Regions from separate parts of the Mus musculus genome. Here region 2 is linked to region 1. A link is a contact called in public HiChIP or PLAC-seq data. All regions are on one chromosome and are shown on one strand. Each heading gives the region's core, a stretch centred on a gene start, on an enhancer-like site or on the middle of the called end of the contact. The rest is flanking DNA. Distances are from core to core; before and after follow the strand shown. Region 1 has its middle 46 kb from the start of Gm30354. Region 2 has its middle 25 kb from the start of Tmsb4x.

The links. HiChIP or PLAC-seq counts read pairs in DNA pulled down with a chosen protein or histone mark.
Region 2: an H3K27ac HiChIP or PLAC-seq map of heart atrium shows a contact between it and region 1, with 6 times the contacts expected there. The contact joins two enhancer-like sites. A contact is called at or near these places in 1 of 15 datasets of contacts at CTCF or cohesin (large pre-B cells), 2 of 484 Hi-C or Micro-C datasets (embryonic stem cells and nephron progenitors), 6 of 115 datasets of contacts at active chromatin or transcription factors (bone marrow-derived dendritic cells, embryonic stem cells, extraembryonic endoderm stem cells and 2 more) and 1 of 9 other capture datasets (bone marrow-derived macrophages).

Annotation. Positions count from the first base shown.
Region 1 is chrX:166,929,273-166,932,631 of GRCm38.p6, reverse strand. No RefSeq gene overlaps it. Among named protein-coding and RNA genes, the nearest start is that of Gm30354, 46 kb to the right of the region's middle. Within about 2 kb of position 1,396, at least 30 of the 459 cell types and tissues checked have an H3K27ac peak or open chromatin away from gene starts, as enhancers often do. A contact at or near this core is called in heart atrium, where this site is marked.
Region 2 is chrX:167,232,233-167,235,685 of GRCm38.p6, reverse strand. No RefSeq gene overlaps it. Among named protein-coding and RNA genes, the nearest start is that of Tmsb4x, 25 kb to the right of the region's middle. Within about 2 kb of position 2,050, at least 87 of the 459 cell types and tissues checked have an H3K27ac peak or open chromatin away from gene starts, as enhancers often do. A contact at or near this core is called in heart atrium, where this site is marked.

The DNA of each region.
Region 1 (3,359 bases), core at 147-2,646:
GGGCAGACAACAGGTTATGCATCCCTTCCTTTGAAGGGCAACTCCTTGTGTTTAGCATTCCAGGTTCCCCTAGTGCTTATTTATGGGCCCAAAGACCTTTGTACCTCCTAGACTAGCCCTTGCTATTCAAAGACCCTATCTCAAAAAACAGACAAACAAAACAAACCAGCAATCAAAAAACAATTGTTTTTTTCTGAGGCTCTGGGACATAAAGAATAAAGACATACTGAAGCAGTCTATTTTTACATTGTCTAAATGTGGCCCTTCCCCCACTCTTCTTACCATCCCACTAGGGGTTCCCTGTCACATCACAGAGTCTCCTCTTGCTTCTACCTTGCCTGGACTTCTGTCGTAGAAGGCTGTAGGAAATTACTCTGGCCTTCTCTCTTCTCTGCAAACTCAACAAGGCAAACCCAGCTCATTCATTATCTTTAAAATGTTCACTACCAGAGTTCTAGGTGAGTAACACAATGGCCAAGTAGACATCTCTAGTTGGAGGCTTATGGTAACTATGATCTCAACATGACCCAAGGAGAGATTTCTTTTATTAACTAGGGTTTCTCAACTAAGACTCATAATTCAGTGAATGATGTCATCCACTCACTATACAAGCTATTATTTTTATAACATTATCTTAATTTGCTGTAGTATTAAGGATTGCGTGCACCAGGTAAGCACTCTGCCACTGAGCTATGCCCTCTCAAGTTGTTGTCTTCATTTCTGCTTTATGCTTTTTCTACACAGAGTCCTACTGTTCAGTGAATTCAGTCTCCAAAACTTTTCCCAAATCTGTCCACTTGTCTCTGTGTCCACCTGTGTCACCACTATTTGTCACCTGGGGCTACTACAAGAGATTCTTCTAGCTTTCTCTGCTATAGCATGAAATGCTTTGGAAAATATAAATCATATCACATTAGCTCAAGGCTCAAATCTATCTGATGACTTCTTGTACCTGGCTGAAAAACAAAGCATCCTTTTGAGTCTAGCCTTTAATGTCCTTCCAAAGCTAGCTCCTAGTCACCCTTGAGGTCACTCATCAGACACTGCAATCACACTCAGCCATGTCACACTCCTTTCTGCTCTCGGCTCTAACTGATCACCATAACAAGAAATGTGCCTCCTTCCCTGACATTCTTATGACTGTCCTGGTCTTTTTTGTTTTTAGTATGCCAGCTTCAATTGTCCTCTCTCCAGAGAGGTTTTCCCTGGCTACTCTAAGTGAGCCTTGTTTTTCCTATATTTTGCCTTTGTTCCATGAGAGGAGGAACTGTACTGATTTTGTGGAAGACATGCCGGGTGTCAGCAATCTGGGAAAGAAGATAAGGGCTGCTATGGGGGCAGGGGAGGGCTCGAGAACTTAGGTCACACTGGAGCTTTAAGGGAGGAGCCTGAAAGGCCACACTGAGTGCAGTATTTCACTTCCTGCCAGCCACTTCCAACTTGGATGGGATTGTGACAAGAGCAAAAAAACAAATCGTTGTTATTATTGGCCACAGAATCTCACAGCGGTTAACCTCTCCTGGCATTTACTGCTTAGGATTCCATTTAATGTCTCTTTGCCTCACTGTATGTTAAGCAATGTTGAAAGCTCATCCCCCTCCTCTGAGAAGGCCTCCTTGACTTTCCTGACTGTTTTTTCCCTTCCTACAGCATGTCTTGTACTGATTCATTGTATCCCTACCACATTTTATTACATACCGTCTCTCACAAGGGACGACATGTGTGTTGAAGTCTGAAACTGTATTTCATTCTTCTTTGAGTCTTCTTGGCCTATTAGGGTGTCTGCATTTTGTGCAAAGCTTAACAGTATTAGCGGAAATGCTGGCAAGGAATATAAAGTGGGGAAACATTTTCTGAGCATGATTTTATTTGGATGTAAGCAAACTTTGGAGTTATTAGATAACTACACAATAATCATTAGATACTTTTTTTGATATATTTTGGTTTTGTTTTTTGTTTTTTTTTGTTGTTGTTGTTTTTTTGTTTTTTAAAGCCAGAGCAAATTCTTGAGGGAAAGAATCCTTTCAATTGCTTTAGATCCAAAGAATAAATCCTGAACGAGCAAATGACTCTCACAAACAAGAAGAAATATTTTTGCCAGTTAACATTTTATAATTCTATGACCTTATGAGTAGGAACACCTATTAAGTTATTTTTAACCCTTGACAGTGACCTGGTAGAGATTTACATTGAGAACTAGGCAGTCTGGAGTCTGAAATGGCACAGGTTGCTTTCATTAAAGCTCCCCTACAAACCAGCGACCCATTCAGACCTTCTGGTTAGAGCCTACTCTCCAGAGTGAACTACACACTCAGATGGCTCCTGGCGGTTTTCAAGGTGTTGGTTTATTGTGTTTTAGGTTCTGTGCATTGCTCCGAAGGACAGATGGTTAATCGCCTTTCTCTGGGCACTCACACAGCCCTAGAAAAGGTGTGGGGAGGCACCGGGGGAGAGAAGCCCCTCTCCCACAGCAGGCCTGGTCTCTCACAGAGTTGGGATTGGTGACCCACTGATTGGGTCTGAAAGCCTTTTCAGGCACACAAAACCTCCAGTTTCTCTATTAGCATATCAGAGGTGGCCGCAGTGGTGGGAAATGCTTCAGCCAACAAAAGACACTGCTCAGTGACATTGTCTTATTGGTGCTTACAGAAGCAGAAAAAATGAACATCTGGCCAAGGCTGCTATGATGGACAGATGTTGAGGTTTTTTTTTTTTTTTTTCTGAACTACTTCTTCCACTGCAGACCCTCCCAACCCCACTATGTGCTGCACACTACAGCTGGGCCCCCCTACCCAGGCATAGTTACTTCACAAGAAAAAGCAACACCCACCCCCACCTCTCTTTTGCTAGGAGAAAGAAAAAGTTTCAGCTGTAGCCAGAAGGAATTTGTTTCCACAACCCCCCTCTCAACTTGGACTTGAAACTTTTATTTGAAATATAACTTGATAACACTAGGAGAGTCCTTTGTCAGTTACTAAGACTGAATCCCTTGTTATGTCATAGAGCCTCTTCTGAAGAACCAGCCATCTTAGACTCACATTGGAAGGGAGAAAAGATACTTAGTCAAAATAATAACTTTGCATGCTGATTTTCCCTCTTGGAAATTGAGGATCAGTATCCTATCTTCTGTTGCAATGGCTTACATTCCGAAGAGTTTTGTCCCCAAGGAATAATGGATGATATCTAGAGAAACTTTTAGCTGAAACTACTAGTATGAGAATCTGAGCAGCCAGGAAAAGTACTAAATATACTGCCATGTAATTACTTGTTCCAAAATGTGAATAGGGTCATTCCCGGGAAATTGATCTAGAGCATTTGTTCTCAATCTGTGAGTCCTGCCCCCTTTTGGGGAGGGGGCG
Region 2 (3,453 bases), core at 801-3,300, 300 kb before region 1:
TAAACATTTGTCTGTGGATTATAATTTTTTTGCTTGTAATGTGTGTACTGAAACTAAGGGTTTCTCTTCCAAAATGCAGATTTAAAGGCCTGATGGAGATCCTCCTAGCCTGGTAAGCCCTTGAAAGTGTTCCCAAGTGTATGGTGACAGTCACTATTCTGCCACAGATTCTTATGTTTTTAAGACGGGGGGGGGGACCCTCAAACCATATTTCTTGAGCTGTTCATATACCGTTGGTCTTCTTCTTGATCAGAATGTGCTAGTTTTCCAGAGGTGACATTATTCCAAAGAGACAGTTGACAACAAGACGGATCATACTGCCGAAGTCAAGAACAAAGAAAAAGTAACCATGATAGATTCTTCTTTGATATCGGGGGAAGAGGATAATGTCTCCTTCAGTAACATCGTTAGTCATAGACAAGAGAAGCTCAGTACTTGACACAACTGAAAATAGTCCCTCCATGGACTAGGTTATCCTCTGCTGCGACTGAAGGAAATGTCTGGTGACTTAATAGGGAATATTGTACTTTCAAAGGCATTAAATCCCGTGGGTATAATTGAAACAATTACTTTCTGATCTTGAAAGAATTTCTACCTTCAAAACAGCAAAGCTTATCCAACCAAAGTTGGCTACTCTGGAGATATTATTTACATTGGAAAACAACATTAAATATGCATATGTATATACCAATAGTCACGTGTACACGTGTCTACCTGTAGATGGAGATGGCCATCATTAACTGTCTAGTAAGTATAAATAAAAGGGGCTAGAGAGTGGCTCAGTGATTAAGAGTATTTGCTGCTCTTGAAGATGACCAGGGTTCCATTCCTTGCATGCAGATGGCAGCTTGCAGCCATCTGTGACTCCAGTTCCAGTGGATCCGATGCCCTCTGTAGGCACCAAGTACATAAGTGTGCATAGACATGAATGCACAGTTGCACATATGTGTGTACATGTGTGCACATGGATGTAGAGGCCATAGGGAAGCCTCAGTTGTAGAAGTAGACAAGTTCAGGGTCATAAGCACTGGCATGGTGGTTTTGGGGTGTTAGAAAGTGAGATTTTCTCACTGTGGCACTGCTAAGATCTTGGATGACATTACTCTTTATTAGGGATTAGAAGGATCTGTCCTATACATTTTGGGATTTTCCACAGCATTTGAGTCTTGCTGCTGCAGGCCAGTAGGGCCCTCCCTTTTGCAGCTTATATACATTACATAGAAGGAAAACATATACTAAATTCTTAGTGTGGAAGTATGGGTCCGACGGCTATGATTTGAGAGTGGCTGGCTTTAGCCTTAAAACTTGCAAAATTAAGGGGCTATGTGCCTCCACCAAAGCAACTGCTTTGCCTAGGGGAGAAAAGGAGAAAGTTGCTGGTGCTGAGAAGTGAATGCTTCTGGAGATGCAATTTCTACTACTTTGGATTGACCTTGGTGAATGCTGTATTCACACCCAGTCAGGGGATCCCATTTGTGCTCAAAGAAACGGTCACCCACACGTGAACTGAGAATCCTAGAAGCATCATGAAAGCCTTTGTAAAGATCACATCTGCAGTGAAAAGTGTGAGGTGATCAACATCTCAGACTCAGGACTCAGTCAAGGGCATCCTCAAATTTACCACATACCTATATTTTCCCATGGATGATGGGGCTTTATAAAAATAAAAGGTCCTAGCTCAGTCGGTAGAGGCCTGCCTAGAATGCACAAAGACCCATGTCCCATCCCTACACATAAACTAGATGTGGCACAGACCAATCATACCAGCACTTGGCAGCAAGGGGTGGAGGTAGAGGCAGGAGGATCAAGAGCTCAAGGTCATCGTCAGAGTAAGGTAAAAAGGCCATCCTGAGTCAAACAAAAAGACCAAAGACAAGGTACACTGCCATCAGATCAGATCAGGAGTGTCTTTCTCTCATGGCTACCTCATTTTGATATAGTTGAAGGAGCTCAATTTGTCTACGGAGACTAAGGTAAAATAAGGAGCCTAACTTAGTCAGGCTTTGTTTTTCAGAGGAACCTAGCCACTCTTATGAATCGATACCAAGGACTGCCAGCAGATGGCAGTAAAGGTCCGCCTAGTGCTCTAGCTTTGGGCTAGCCAGGCGTTCAGGGTGTGGTATCTTCATTGTTGATTTTGAAACCTGGCCCCTCACCTGCCTGAAATCTGCCAGGAAAAAAAAAAAAAAAAGGTTAAAAGCCACATTCCCACTGTATCAGAGAGCACTCCTAAACAGGGTAGTGTTCGGGAACCTCGCCCTACACAGTCAGATAAGCCGTCTACGTGGATCCAATTCAGACCTTAACAAGTAAACTCCAGTGCAAATTTTCTATTGGCTCCCAGTGATGTCACTTGCTGCGGCTGGGAGGCTGGGAGAACTGGTTTTCTTAGTGTGGGGAACCTTTGTTCTCTGCAACACCCACCTGGAACCCTGGGGCCTCACTGTGAAGCCAGGGCCCCCAAGGTATCTGGATACAGCACACTGCTTTGCTCCAGCACACCTAGAGTGCCTAAGAAATGGAAGTGCAGAGCAAGGGTTAGGTGAATTCACGGTACAGGAATGACTCTCACCTGGGCTCCATGAAACTCAGTCCCTAAGCCAAGCCAGGCTTTGTGGAGCTTTAAGTCACTCACTTGATATTAGTTCTCCCCCTGGGATGGATGGAGTTCTTAAAAGGCCCAGAGTGGTTCCAGGCCTTCTGGATTGGTTCCTGGGTTCATTAAATCACCTCACCCTTTAACCACTTTAGACTCTTTACACCTCGGGCACATTTAAAATAATATGCAAACCTTAATGAGGCAAGGGTAGAAGAATAGAAGGCCTATTACTATACAAAGTTGATTTCTGCCTCCTCCTAAACTGCCACAATTAACACTGTTCCCAAAAGGTCAACTTGATTATTTGCTTTGTCCCTTTCTGAAAGAAGCACTTGTGTCTGGCTTGTCTTTAAATATCTGCAGGTCATCTAAGAGGAAGTCCGTGGTGGTGGTACTTTTGTAGGACCTGGCCATTTGTTTACATCCAAGCTCTTTAACCCTCTACAGCTGCAGGTGGAGAATCCGTGGTTCTTCATGCTCTGCCTGGACTTCACGCTCCATTTAGCTCAGCAGTGACCCAGGTGAGCCTCTGGCCACAATGACAGCGCCATTGCCCCTCCACTACTAATAATGTGGCGGCTGTAGTTGAACTTGCTGTTAAGTCCAACAGTTCTCTTGGGTAGTTAGACTAACTGTAGCCCTTAGAGGTGGAAGAGTCGGGCATGACTGTGAGGGTGTGGGAGAAGGAGCCCAAAGCTAGTTGCCAATACACTGAGCTGACAACATGGCCTGGCCGCCCCGCTCAAAAGCTGGGTGAGCTTATTTACAGAGCTCGTCACCGCCTCAAAGCTTCACTTTGTTCACCTCTACTATCAAGGAAGAAAAAACATTCCTGAGGCTTTTCTTAAAGGAGG